2 separate regions of the Pan troglodytes genome follow, and region 1 is linked to region 2. A link is a contact called in public HiChIP or PLAC-seq data. All regions are on one chromosome and are shown on one strand. Each heading gives the region's core, a stretch centred on a gene start, on an enhancer-like site or on the middle of the called end of the contact. The rest is flanking DNA. Distances are from core to core; before and after follow the strand shown.

Evidence for each region. HiChIP or PLAC-seq counts read pairs in DNA pulled down with a chosen protein or histone mark.
Region 1: a contact with region 2 is called in an H3K4me3 HiChIP or PLAC-seq map of stem cell-derived excitatory neurons, with 11 times the contacts expected there. The contact joins the promoter of ELF3 here to the promoter of ARL8A in region 2. A contact is called at or near these places in 3 of 7 Hi-C or Micro-C datasets (induced pluripotent stem cells, a lymphoblastoid cell line and stem cell-derived neural progenitor cells), 1 of 1 datasets of contacts at active chromatin or transcription factors (stem cell-derived excitatory neurons) and 1 of 1 other capture datasets (stem cell-derived neural stem cells).

What each region holds. Positions count from the first base shown.
Region 1 is chr1:47,084,484-47,091,292 of NHGRI_mPanTro3-v2.0_pri, forward strand. ELF3 (E74 like ETS transcription factor 3) reads right to left here and starts at 4,734. Exons shown (of 9, transcript XM_001150545.6): 1 at 3,207-4,734; 2 at 2,614-2,784; 3 at 1,728-1,949; 4 at 1,470-1,562; 5 at 1,147-1,266; 6 at 870-959; 7 at 608-724; 8 at 1-97. The coding sequence starts at 2,776. LOC104004417 (a long non-coding RNA gene) reads left to right here and starts at 4,005. Exons shown (of 2, transcript XR_677359.4): 1 at 4,005-4,113.
Region 2 is chr1:46,949,856-46,956,543 of NHGRI_mPanTro3-v2.0_pri, forward strand. ARL8A (ADP ribosylation factor like GTPase 8A) reads left to right here and starts at 2,562. Exons shown (of 7, transcript XM_016935753.4): 1 at 2,562-2,849. The coding sequence starts at 2,727. PTPN7 (protein tyrosine phosphatase non-receptor type 7) reads left to right here. Exons shown (of 11, transcript XR_010151219.1): 11 at 1-279.

The DNA.
Region 1 (6,809 bases), core at 3,484-5,983, 140 kb after region 2:
CCTTCATGCCGATTCTCCCACTTCATGAGGCCCTCGTTGAGCTCCGGGTGGATGAGGATGTCCCGGATGAACTCCCACAGGTGGGTGCCTCTGGGCGCTGCAAGGCCAGCCTCCATCAGTTTGCCATCCAGGTGTCCCCTCTCACCCAAGGCCAGCCGGCCCTGCCCGCCCCAGTGCACTGCTGACTCGGCCACAGCATGCAGCAAGCCTCTCCAGAGACCCCGCAGTGCCCTCTGTGCGGGTACTGCAGTGACTGCTTTTCTCCTCAGCCCACCTAAGACCCACCAGCTGCCTCCTCACATTGAGGGTGTCCCAGAGGGCAGGACAGTGGCCAAGTGCAGAGAGAACTGGGGTCAGTGGATAGGACTCTGGTACCATGAGCCTCCCACTGGGAGCCTTATTTCCTCCTCCTCTCCAGGACCACCAAGCCAGGCTCTGCAATTAGGTGGTGACCGATACCATAGAGCCCCCAGCTTGTGCACAGCCTTACCAAAGGCCACGCGGAGGCCAGAGAAAACGGGAGAAGGGATACCTGCAATGACCCGCAGTGCCCCAGGAAGCCGCTCAGCCTCGGCGCAGGGAGGACCCACGTGCCCCCGGAGCTCACCGTGCTTGCTCTTCTTGCCCTCGAGACAGTCCCAGTACTCTTTGCTCAGCTTTCGGGGCCGGCCTCGTTTCCGCTTCCCGTGCTTGGGATCCCCCTTCTTGCAGTCACGAAAACCATCTGTGGGGACGGTGGTGGAAGGTCAAGGAGGGGCAAGAGGGGAGTTAGGGAGAGTAGCCCCTCTACAGGAAAAGGCTGCAGGAAGAGCCGGGCCCCCTGTGCATTGCTAAATGGGATGCCCTCTTGGGGACCTCCCTCGACTCACCGCTGGGGAAGAGCTTGCCATCAGTGGGATCCAGGTCCACGTCACTTCCACCGGAGTCTGAGGAGTGGGAGCTCCGAGAAGCACCAGTCCCTGGGGGGTGGGGTCAGAGTAAGTCCCCTGCCGGCCCACCCTCTGCTAAACCACGCTGCTGGCTCTCAGGACACACTTCCCAGCCTGTTCCTGTTCCTGCCAGAAGGCCTGAGTTCTGGTGCTGGGAGCCAGAGGGAACAAGGGACACTTCGGGGAAGGGAGGTTGTGACCCAGAGAGAGCTCTCACCTGCGGTGGAGACGTCAGAGCTGCCAGGGGAGGGGGCTCCTGCGCCACAGCTGCCGGGGTGGTAGGGGCTGGCTTGCTGACCATCATCCAGCAGCTCCTGGGCAAAGGGGCTGCCCTGGTCTGGGAAGAGGAGGTGAGAACTCAGAGAGGGCTCAGGGGACCAGACCAGGACAGGTGAGGCTGCCCATGGGTCTGATGACCTGCTGCAATTTTTCTAATTGAGGGAGGGAGAAGTCTGGGGAGGGGGTCATCTCTAGCACTCTGTGGAGGGGCAGGGATGGGACAAGACAGGCTGGGGGAGGAAGGAGAAAACGGGTTCTCACCAAAGGGCCCTGGGTCTAGGGCCTCCTGGAAGGCCATGCCATCCTTCTCCAGCAGCTCAATGATCCAACTGAGCTCATCAGAAGAGCTGGAAGCTGACAAGGAAGGAAGGAAGGGTCACACTCCCCTCATCCCTCCCTCAAGGGCTCTCTCTGGCTGTGCCGCTGGCCCAGAGCTCCAGGGCCTGCCTACGGCCACACTGAACTCAACTCGGCTCAACATGTGGAGCTGCTCCCCAGCCTCCAGGGGCCTGGACTCACTGAGGTCTCGCAGCTGGGCATGGAGTTGGTCCCCCAGAGGCCCAAAGACCAGACGCAGCTCCTCAAGGGCACAATTGCAGAGGGTGGCCCCATCCATGTCACATCGTGAGAAGTCAATGGCGCTTGCGTCGTACTTGTTCTTCTCCACCTGGTAGCTGATCCAGTCCAGAACCTGCGTCTTCGACCAGAACTGGGGCTGTTCCCCCAACCAGCTGGCCTTCTCTGCAAGGGCCAGGCAGGGAAACAGGCTCAGCTCAGGCCACCCAGCAGACCTTACAGCCCCATTTTTTTTTTTTTTTTTTTTTTTTTGAGATGGAGTCTCACTCCTGTCACCTAGGCTGGGGTGCAATGGCACAATCTCGGCTCACAGCAACCTCCACCTCCCAGGTTCAAGCGATACTCCTGCGTCAGCCTCCCCAGTAGCTGGGATTATAGGTGCCCACCACCACGCTGGGATAAATTTTTTTTGTATTTTTAGTAGAGACGGGGTTTCACCATGTTGGCTAGGCTGGTCTCGAACTCTTGACCTCAGGTGATCCGCTCAGCTCAGCCTCCCAAAGTGCTGGGATTACAGGCGTGAGCCGCCACTCCCAGCCCACACAGCCCCATTCCTGGAGCACACTGGGGATTCACACCTCAGCCCTTGGAGCCATCCCAAGAGTAGGGGCAGGAGGTAGCATTCACAACACCCTTGTCCTGGTATCTGACACCTCCCTCTGCCTGTCACAGCCCCACAACCCCCAGCACCTCAGTCACTAAGTCTCAGCCTCTAGCCCTGGAATTTGCCTAGAGACCCTCCTCCCTGCCCATTCCCCCATTTGTCTAACAGGCCCTTAGATGGATCTGTCTCCCACTCCGTGCCCCATCCCACCCCGCTGAGACCCACCTGTACCCTCCAATGACATCTGGGGGTTGCTCAGGGTCAGTACCAAGTCATCGGCCCCAAAGGTGGCAGCAGGGGGAACAGAGGCCAGGGTGGAGTCCTCCGAGCTGTACATCGCACTGAAGTAGTTGCTAAAAATGTTGCTAATCTCACAGGTTGCAGCCATGAGGCTACCTGTGGGTAGGGGGAGAGAGGATGAGGTTGGTGAGGGGACGAGGGTCCTCTCCTTACACTCCCAGCTACTCTGCTTTGCCCAACCCTGGGCAAGAGTAGCCCCCAGGGGCAGGAAGATCAGCAACTCTGCGGACACCCTCTCTTCAAGAAGGGCTCCAAGATCTCAGACCAGGGCAGGACCACAGGAGCCTCCAGCTGGGCTTCCCTCCTCAGATCTCTGGGGCCCTGGAGCCAGACTGGCGGCGTCATGGCCATTCTGCCTTCCCAGAGACAATCTCTCCCTGTTCTTTGACCCTCAGGACACCTACGCTCTTGCTCGGAGATCCTAGACTGGAGTGCGCAGGTTCAGAACTGCAAATCCTCTGGACCCCTCTGCAGTTTCCCAAGAGCTGGGCTAGGGAATGACAGGCAGGGAATCCTACCGGAGTGGCGGAGTCCGGCTGTGGCAGGCAGGCCGGCAGGCGGGAGAGAAATCCAGTTCCGCCAGGTAGCGCTGAGGTATCTGGCCGCTGCGCTCCCCTACCCGGCTCTAAATAGAGCCTGGAGGGAGCTCCTCCCTGAGCTCAGGGCTTTATAGTGCGTCCCCTGCAGTAACCTGAGCTGGTGTCTCATTGGATGGAGGGGATTTCCTGGCCTTTAGACTGGGCTCCTGGCCCCAGGTGATTTGCATATTCAGTGCCACTTGGCCCGGATCTTAGCAGGCGGTGCTGGGAAATCAGGCCCGGCTGGTTTAATGATTGTCAGAGTCTGTCATCCCGCACCCTCTGGGGTTGGGCATGGGGCACTGGCCTGGGCAGGTGGCGGGAACGTTGCTGGGGTGGGCATCTGTGCTTTCGGCTGCCCTCTGGCCCAGGAAATTCCTCCCAGGGGCCAGGCCAGAGATGGGCCAGGCAGGGGGAGGGCAAGTGAGGGAACATGAACCCCTGGCTGACCTGGGTCAGAAAGCTGCTGGCCCCTAAATTCCAGAGATTCAGCAACAAACAGGCCTAGTAGGGAGAGGAGTTACTAGGTTTAGGGGTTTTTCCCAGAACACCCAGGACTCTGGCCAGGGGCTGGAAGGTGCTCCAGGCTCAATGCTGGGCAATACTCATGGATTAATTGGTGCTGGCTGGGCCTGCCAGCCTAGTCGTGGCCCCAGGGTCCCCACTAAAGGGCTCCTTCTCCAGCGCCCACTCTGTTGGCAAGGTCTTCACTACCATCACCTGCCTGGACTCCATCCAAGCGTCAGGGTTGCTGCAGTCGCTCCTGAAGAGACCCGGCTCTGCTTGAAAGTTCTTCCCTCAGCGCCTGCTGCAGCCCTCCCTGCCGGAGTTGCCAGAATCCACACGGGTAAGCTCATACCTGCTCTCTGGACCCCATCTAATCTCTGGTTCACTCGGCCCAGTTTTCCAGTACCTTCTGCTGCCCTCTAGTGGTCAGAAGCCTGACTACCTGGGTCACGTCATTCAAAGAAGAGGGAACGCATAGTATTAATATATTTACCAAGCACTTTTCAACATATTCTCTCATTTAATCCTCACACCAAAAAAGTCCTGTAAGGAATGCATGGTTATTCCCATTTTATAGACATGAAAGTTGCAGTGTGGAGGGTTCCCTTAGAATGGCTTGCCCAGGCCACACAGAGTTGGTGAAGGGGTGGAGCTGAGATTCACATCCAGGTATGCAGGTGTGTTGTACACAAAACCCTCGCTCTTTCCCTGCACAGGACTCAATGTCTTCGGGCTTCAGAGTCTTCCCATCCAGCTCCATGGCCAGAGCCCTTGCCTTCCCTGTGGGCAGAGTCCCCCATGTCTGTGGTTGTCTCTATGGAAACACAATGGATAATGTCTTATAGACCCTTCTTGAGACCCTGAATGGGGTAATACAGGTGGTTGAGGCAGGAGACTTGTAGCCAGCATCTGCAACTGTGTGATCTTGGGTGAGACCCTTGGAGTCTGTGCTTGTTTCCCCATCTATAAAAAATGAGGTTGTCTGAATTTAATAATCCCTAAGATCTCTTCCAGATCTAGTATTTTGTTTATTTTGTTTTGAGGTGGAGTCTCGCTCTGTCGCCCAGGTTGGAGTGCAGTGGCGTGATCTCTGCTCACTGCAACCTCTGACTCCTGGGTTCAAGCGATTCTCCTGCCTCAGCTTTCCGAGTAGCTGGGATTACAGGCGCCCGCTGCCATGCCCGGCTTTTTGTATTTTTAGTAGAGATGGGGTTTCACCATGTTAGCCAGGATGGACTCGATCTCCTGACCTCATGATCTGCCTGCCTCAGCCTCCCAAAGTGCTGGGATTACAGGCATGAGCTACTGCACCCAGCCCATATCTAGATTTTTATGCATCTGAAATGTAGGATCCGGTGGCTCACACCTGTAATCACTGCGTCTCAAAAAAAAAAAAAAAAAAAAATGTAGGATCTGTGTGACCCACCTCCATTAATGCACAACTTGGGGAGTTCCTGGCCACCCTCAGCCAGGGTGGGTGAAACGGTTACTCAAACAAAAGGTGACTCCACCTTCTACAGATACTCCTTTCTTTAACTCTATAGCCTGAGGACTAAGAAAGTCCTGCGCAGAGAATCTGCTTCTTACCTTACCTTCTTCCTCTCTGAAGCTCCCAGGTGCCTAGGAGAGAGTTAATGTCCAGGATCCCCCCTCCCCCCCGCCCCCGCACTGGGCCAGTGCAGGCAGGAGAGCCTGGGGCTCAGTAGGATTTTCCCCAGCCCTTCAGGGGGCCTCCCCCAAGGAGCCTGAGGCAGGCACACCCTCCACCCAGTCCCTCACCCAGGAATGTGGGAGAACCGGCTTCTAGCCCCAGGGCTGCTCACGTGCTCCCTGCCCTGAAGAGCATCTGGCTGGGGCTCCCGGGATGGCGGGGTGAACAGGAGGATGTACGAGAAAAATGAGAAGGCTGTCAGCTCCCTTGCCTTCTTGGGGCTTCCTCACCGCTGACATGGAGCTGAGATAAGGAATCCCTACAGGCTGGCAGCTTGAGATAAGTGGGAAAGACTTGGATTTGAGGTCAGTGCCTTGGAGGCATGGGGATGGGGGTGGGGAGAAGGTTCCAGGATAGTGGTCAAGAGAGCTATGGAGCAGGATGCCGGGGGCTTCCCAGTATTCTGTGATGGCAAAAACAACCCACTGGCCTCCCCTCTCCCCACAGAGCTTGCCCACACGGCAGCACAGCCTCATCTTTGGGATGGGAGAATGTCCTACAAAAGGACAGGCACATCCAGTAGTCCTGTCGGGTACCAAGGTGGTGAGTGAGGCAGGCTGCACAGCTCAGGATACCCACGCTATGTAATGGGAGACCCCACAAAGTTAGTGGAGTCACAGCACGGCTGTTAGAGGAAGGGCTTCCAGCCTTTCCTTCCACCGACCCTTCATGATTACTGGGCCTACTGGTGCTATAGGTTTTTGTACAGAGCAAGGAAAGATAGCTACTGATAAGCTAGATAAAAGGTTGGGGAGAGGGGGAGACAACTGGATAGCCCTAAAATAGTCCTTGCCAATAACATATTGCCAGGAACAGTCCTGAAAGAGCCACGGAAGCAGTTTGCTGTCAAAATGCCAGTGCCTGGAGAAGCTCTTCCGATACCGGGCCTCCAGATCCCTCACCTATGACCCACATCACCCTCTCTGATGGTGGAGCTGTGTGCCACGGGGCAGAGGCCTCTCCAGTCTACCACTTGGTCACCACTAGTCCCTTGCTCTTGCTGAGTGAAAGCAAATCGACTCATTCCCAACCCTTGTGCAGGGGAGGGAGGAAGCCTGTTTGATAACCTAAATCCGAGGACAGAGCAGAGCTGCGAACAAAGCCTGTTTCAGGGGTGCCCTGTATTTAAGAAAGGCAACTGAAACACACTAAATATTTCTTCCAACCCTCCCCTCATCCCACTCCCAAACCCAGATTGCTAACTGTTTAGGTCCCCATGTTGAGGCCAGGAAATCAGAATTTAGTGCAAAGTTCTAAAGACTTTACTGATTACCATTCAAATAGTTATCTAGGATCAAAGACAGGTGAGGCCCAGTGAAGCCTTG
Region 2 (6,688 bases), core at 1,312-3,811:
GGAGCTGCTCCTTCCTTACAGCCTTGGGGATGGACTTGCCCACACCTCCACCTCCCCTGAGCCCTGTGAGAGGCACGACTGTCTATGCCAATGAGGCTCGGTGGGGGGCTCTCAAGTGCCTGATCCTGCCCTGGGCTCAGAGCCAGCCCAGAGGGAAGCAACTGCACAGCCCCACAGGCCCTCCCTGGCACTGTCCCCCCAACCCCATCTCAGAGCTCAGAGGGTACAAGCTCCAGAACAGTAACCAAGTGGGAAAATAAAGACTTCTTGGATGACTGACTCATTCCTTCTTTCCATCTTCTTCTTGGCCCTCTGGGGCCTCTTTGTAGCAAGAGAGAAAGACTGCAGACCAGGGACAGGCAGGCTGCAAATCTTTGCCCTTGGGATATGCACTTTTCTAGCACTTCCAAGGACATAAAGTAAGGTGAAACCAAAGTCAATTTAGGAAGTGAGACAGGGTGGACCCTCATAGCCTACTCAGGCAGTTGTAACAATTCACACTACCGTAAACCATGTGGCTTCTAAACAACAGAAATGTATTGCTGGCCTGGCGTGGTGGCTCATGCCTGTAATCCCAGCACTTTGGGAGGCCGAGGCAGGCGGATCACGAGGTCAGGAGATCCAGCTAACACAGTGAAACCCTGTCTCTACTAAAAATACAAAAAATTAGCCGGACGTGGTAGCACACACCTGTAGTCAGCTATTCGGGAGGCTGAGGCAGAAGAATTGTTTGAACCCTGGAGGTGGAGGATGCAGTGAGCTATCATGCCACTGCACTCCAGCCTGGATGACAGAGCAAGACTCCATCTCAAAAAAAAAAGAAAAAAGAAAAAAAGAAATGTATTGCTCACAGTTCTGGAAGCTGGGAAGTCTAGGATCAAGACCCTTGCAGACTCAGTGTCTGGCTATTAGGCAGAGCCTTCTTTCTGTCCTTGCATGGTGAAAAGGTTGTGGGCTGGTATTCTTCCCCCTAATCCCACCGGCCCCCTTTATAAGGCTCCACCCTCATGACTTAATCACCTCCTAATACCATCACTTTAGGGATTAGGACTTCAACCTATGATTTTGGGGGGACACAAACATTCAGTCCATAGCCTTTATCTTAGGAGCTAGAGGAGGACTTATAAAGGGCAGAGGTTAGAAAGATGGTGCTTAATAAACCAGAATATTGGCCAGGCTCATGCCTGTAATCCCAGCACTTTGGGAGGCTGAGGCAGGCAGATGGCTTGAGCTCAGGGCTTCGAGACCAGCCTGGACAACATGGCAAAACCCCGTCTCTACCAAATATACAAAAATTAGGCTGGCATGGTGGCGCATGCCTGTAGTCCCAGCTACTCGGGAGGCTGAGGTAGAAGAATCACCTGAGCCCGAGGAGGTGGAGGCTGCAGTGAGTCGAGATCCCATCACTGCACTCCAGCCTGGGCCACACAGTGAGACCCCATCAAAAAAAAAAAAAAAAAAACAGAATATTATGCTAGCCGAAACCTTGTGATTCTTCTACTTTGGTAACTGTTTGACTATTTGGGGTCATCTAACTCCAGTTGATTGGACAGATATGGTTGATATTGATAGTTTACCCACTTTTGACTAAAACAATAGACTACATATGACTACATTTGAAAACCAAACCCCAACGGGCAGCCAGCATAGGCTGGGGACTGCCCGAAGCCTGAGCCTACCCGGGACTGCCAGCTGGGGTTGTCAGCCTGCCTGAGCAGGCCCTATGGGTGGGTCTTGCAAGGAGAGGGGCAGGAGTAAGGCATCTTTGCAGGCACTCCACACCCACTTCAAGAGGAGAACTATCACTTCTCCTCCTGAAGAATACTCTGCTTTTCACCAAAACAGGGCAACATTTTCCTTTGTCACAGACGTTCCTCACTGAAAACCCCCTGCCAGGACTGTATCTGTTTGGGTATCTTGGGGATGCTGGTAAAAATCCGGAGCAAGTTCAAGCGTCCGTTTCACTTGGGGCCAGAGGCTTCCTAACAAGTGGTCGGGGTAAATTGTGGTGAACAAAACAAGATGGAGTATTAAAAGACCCGAATACGGTTGTCCCTCTGCACTGGGTGCATTTTGAGAGGATGGGACTGTACCCAGGAATGCTCAGAGGCAAGGGTTCAGGGACAAAAAAGCCTCCATCTGCCTCCCTGTCGTAGAGATCTCATCTCCGTGTCCTGGGAAGTGGGTGACCCACTCTCCTTCAACCTGGAAAGGCTCCTGCTTAACCGGAACCTCACCCACCTCGAGCCCACCACCCTTTAAGAAAGAGGGTGCCAGTCAGGGCGCGGCAGTCGGGGACAGGGTCTAAAATAAATTAGACCCCATTTCCCAAGCGCCTCTCGACGCCAGCTGCCGGTCAACCCCCGCCGCTGAAGCCTGCGGATTCCCTGCTCACCCCACCTGCGGATTCCCTGCTCACCCCACCTGCGGGTGCGGCCCCTGGCCCCCCGGCTCCAGCGAGGGAGGAGCGCGCGCTCGGGTGCGAGCAGGACACGGCCCGGCCGCGAGGGAGGGCGGCGGCGGCGGCGGAGGAGGAGGGCGCTGAAGCCACACCCATCGGCGAGCCGATTCCGGGGCAGCGAGTCGTCGGCCGCCGCGCTCGAGCCTCCGCCCGCACCGAGCCGCGGGACCCGGGCCGTACCGGGGAGGGGCCGCTCCGGGCCGCAGCGCGAGGGCAGCGAGGGGCGGCGGGGACCTGGCACCGGGCGGGGCCGGCGGCAGCGACCATGATCGCTTTGTTCAACAAGCTGCTGGACTGGTTCAAGGCCCTATTCTGGAAGGAGGAGATGGAGCTCACGCTGGTCGGGCTTCAGTACTCGGGCAAGACCACATTCGTCAACGTGATCGCGGTACGAGGGCGTCGGGCGCGGGATCCCCGGGCGCGGGCCGCGGGTCGGGCCTGTCCCCGCCCGCGCCGCGCCCTGCTGAGCCGGGGTCGCCGCCTGGCATGGCCGGGCACGGCCGGGCGCCGGGCGGGGGAGGAGCCGGCCCCGAGCGCTTGGGGCCTAGTACGGCCCGTGCCGTGGGGGACCGGGGCGGCGCGCGACCCGCTCTCTCACCCGGGCCGGTACTGCACGGCTGGGGGCAGGGGAAGGGGGACGAACAGACAGGGCCGGTGCCACGGGGCAGGCGGCACCGAGGGGCTCTCGAAGCAGGAGGGACCCGCTGCCGGCTGAGACGGGCCCCCTCTGGCCCCCGCGCAAGGGGGCATGACGGGGCGAAAGTGCACGGGCCTTCCTGTCCTGCGGGTAGAGGGTCACGGGACGGGGCAGCCGAGAGGCTTGAGGAGGGGGTTTGGGCAAGCCCAGCCCCACCCAGAGGGCTTAACCCCTCCTTGCCGGAAGAGGAAGCCCCGGCCCTATTGAGGGGGAGGGGAGGTATCCCCCGGGGTAGAGGAGTCAGCTGAGGCCCTTGGCTCAAGCCCAGACTCCTCCCCAACTTCTCCCCGACCCGCAGTGTCTAGCCGGGGGTCCAGGGAGGATCGCATGGTAACGGGAGTTTGGAGACTCCGTCTGGCTCAGAAGTTTGCAGGAGCAGGTGCTCCCGACAAGAGAGGATGAGGTGTAGGGGCACGGCCCACTGGGGCCTTGGGAGAGTGGCTCTAAGGGCTTTGGGTCGTCAACACTGAAGTGGGTGATTGTAAGTCTTTCAGTGCCAGGGGAGTGGTGGGGAAGGAGTTAAAATCTCTCTCAAAAAAGGGGAAGATGAGCTCCATGGGTGTGAGCTGAGGCTGCAGTAATGGCTGCGGCCTGCCTGTCAGAGCCAGGCTAGACAGGGCTTGTGGGTCGAGGAAGCATGGGACAGGGGCTGGGGTTGTCCAGGGACCTGGCCCCAGTCCCAAAGCTGAGGTTTCCAACAACTGTGAGTTGGACAGATAGTAACCAAAGATACTGATGAGATAGGTCAGCAGAGGAATGTATCCAGCCGGCCTAGGTACCTCTACCTGTCCGTGTTGTTGCCCCGCCTTGCAGAAGATGGGCCTCCCCGACAGTTCTCAGCGTCCTAGAAGGCAGGGGACGTCACTTCATTGGACCTGAGGCATGAAGGCAGATGGAAAGCTCGAGGGGCAGGCATCCTGTGGTTACACAATTGAACACTGGCTTCCTTTCCCAAACATGCTCTGCAAATGACCTCTGCCCTTCCTCAACCCAGTGTCTCCTGTCTCCTGACCTGACAGGGCAGGATCTTCAGGCCAATGCTGCGGTTTTGGCACAGTAATTTTCGGAGCTAACACCCCTGGGCTCTGTCTGCCTAGGCTCTGCCCTTGGGGTCAGAGACCCTCTGGTTAAACTTGGCATTGACTTAGGCTCTTGGATTCCCAGAGCAGGCACATAACACCTGGACTCTGTCTGACCTGACTCTGCAGGCCTAGGTGGCTTGGGTTCTAGGCGTTTAGGTCTGAGAAATGCAGCTGGGCCTAGGTATCTCCTCGTTCCCCAGGGTGTTACTATAGCTGTGCTCTGGGACAGGGATCCACAGGTACCCAGGTGGGTTCGGTTTCTGGGTCTGCAGTTGAGCCTTTGACAGGAGGGCCCCCTCTAGACCAGCATCATATCCAGAGAGTTGGAGACTATAGCAGGCCAGAAACAGAACCCAAGAGTCCCAAATTCCCCTGCCAGGGTCAAGAGTTCTTGTGATATACAGGAAAAGCCCCCCATCTCCAGCCCACAAGGTCCCCTTTTTAATCTTAAATTTGCCACTTCCGCTGGCACATTCTAAAAGAGCAGGCAAGCTAAATTCCCTTCTTTAGAGAGGCTTCCCAAGGAAAACCACCCCATGTGGGCTGCAGTTGGAATTCCAGTGTCCCGGTCACTCCAGTGTTTTCAGATCCTCTGGGGCTACCACACTGGCATTTCTGCCCACCCCGTGTATAATCACAGTTGAGTGTCTTCCAGAAAGAAACGAAGAGTTGGGACCCCTGGGCTCTGTTCCCATGCCTACCACTGAATTTCTGAATTACCTGTGCCTGTTCATTTGGCCTCTGTTTGTCTCAGATCTTTCGCCATTGGGTTTTTTTCTACTCACCCTATGAGGTCTGGCTGTAAATAGAAATTGAGTTTAGTGTGTCTAGCTGCTCAGCAGGTTAATGTGAGCTGGAAAGAAATTATATACACTGCTTCTAAGAACCTGAAACATCAGCCGGGCATGGTGGCTCACGCCTGTAATCCCAGCAATTGGGAGGCCAAAGTGGGGGGATCACCTGAGGCTAGGAGTTCGAGACCAGCCTGGCCAACATGGTGAAACCCCATCTCTACTAAAAATACAAAAATTAGCCAGGCATGGTGGTGGCCACCTGTAATCCCAGCTACTTGGGAGGCTGAGGCAAGAGAATTGCTTGAACCCAGGAGGCGGAGGCTGCAGTGAGTTAAGATCGTGCCGCCACTGCACTCCAGCCTGGGCAACAAGAGCGAAACTCCGTCTCAAAAAAAAAAAAGAACCTAAAACATCCTTTGAGTTCTGAAAAAGTTGTGATGCTAGAAAAGTGGGAGATGTTTTGTCCTAGGAAACAACAGGGTCATTTTCAAATATTTAAAAGTGTCAAAGACTGTCCTACGGAATAACTAGTCTTGGAGTGCCCAAGGGGACTTAGGAACAATGGGTGGACATTCTAGGAATGATAGATTTTTTTTTCTTTTTTTTCTTTTTTCTTTTTTTCTTTTTTGAGACAGAGTGTTGCTCTATCACCCAGGCTGGGAGTGCAGTGGTACAATCTCGGCTCACTGCAACCTCCGCCTCCCAGGCTCAAGCAATTCTCCTGCCTCAGTCTCCCGAGTAGCTGGGATTACAGGCATACACCACCATGCCTGGCTAATTTTGTATTTTTAGTAGAGATGGGGTTTCGTCATGTTGGCCAGGCTGGTCTCGAACTCCCGACCTCAGGTGATCTGCCTGCCTCAGCCTCCCAAAGTGCTGGGATTACAGGTATGAGCCACCATGTCCGGCCGGATTGTTAACTCAATATAAAGAACTTTCTGATAGTTGGAACTGACCCAAGAGGGGATGGGGCAGAAGGGATTGAAGTCTGAGACAAGAGGTTGGGCTGCATGACTTCAGGTTACTTCCAACCTTAAATGAGGAGCTTATGAGACAGGGAGGCATTAGCAGGGAAATTAAGTCATAATCTGATTCCACCTTAGCTCCGATTCACAGCTGAACAAGACCTACTGGTGCTGGGGAGCCTGGCTCCTTGAAGGCCCTCCCAGCATCCCCGTCTGCCAAGGTCACATTCTGCCAGGCTGGGCTTCTCATTTACTTGGTAGCCTGTGGATCTTCTAGTTGCCAAAGAGCAGTGATGGTTCCCCATGCTATATCAAAACCATTTCCAAGCACGTTGTGAGTCTTATTTACAGTTCCTAGGAGACCGAAACCCTTCTCCCCAGTTTTACATTCAGAAACACTGAGGTCCAGAGAAGTTCAAGTTTCTTTTCCAAGCACCCCCTGGGATGAGAGACAAACAAGAACTGGGCCTCCTTCCTCAGACTCTATTGTTGGGGATGGGGTAGACTGCAGCATGCTGCCGGGGTTTGGGTAATTACAGCACACTTAATTCTCCCTGCTTAGCTAGAAGAAGCCATTCCCTCTTCCTCAGTGGTTCCTAACTTTGGGGGCTCTCAGAACTTTTTGATATCTGAAAGAAGTGAGAGACCCTTTCTCCAGAAAAATGTACACACAAACAAAACTTTGCACA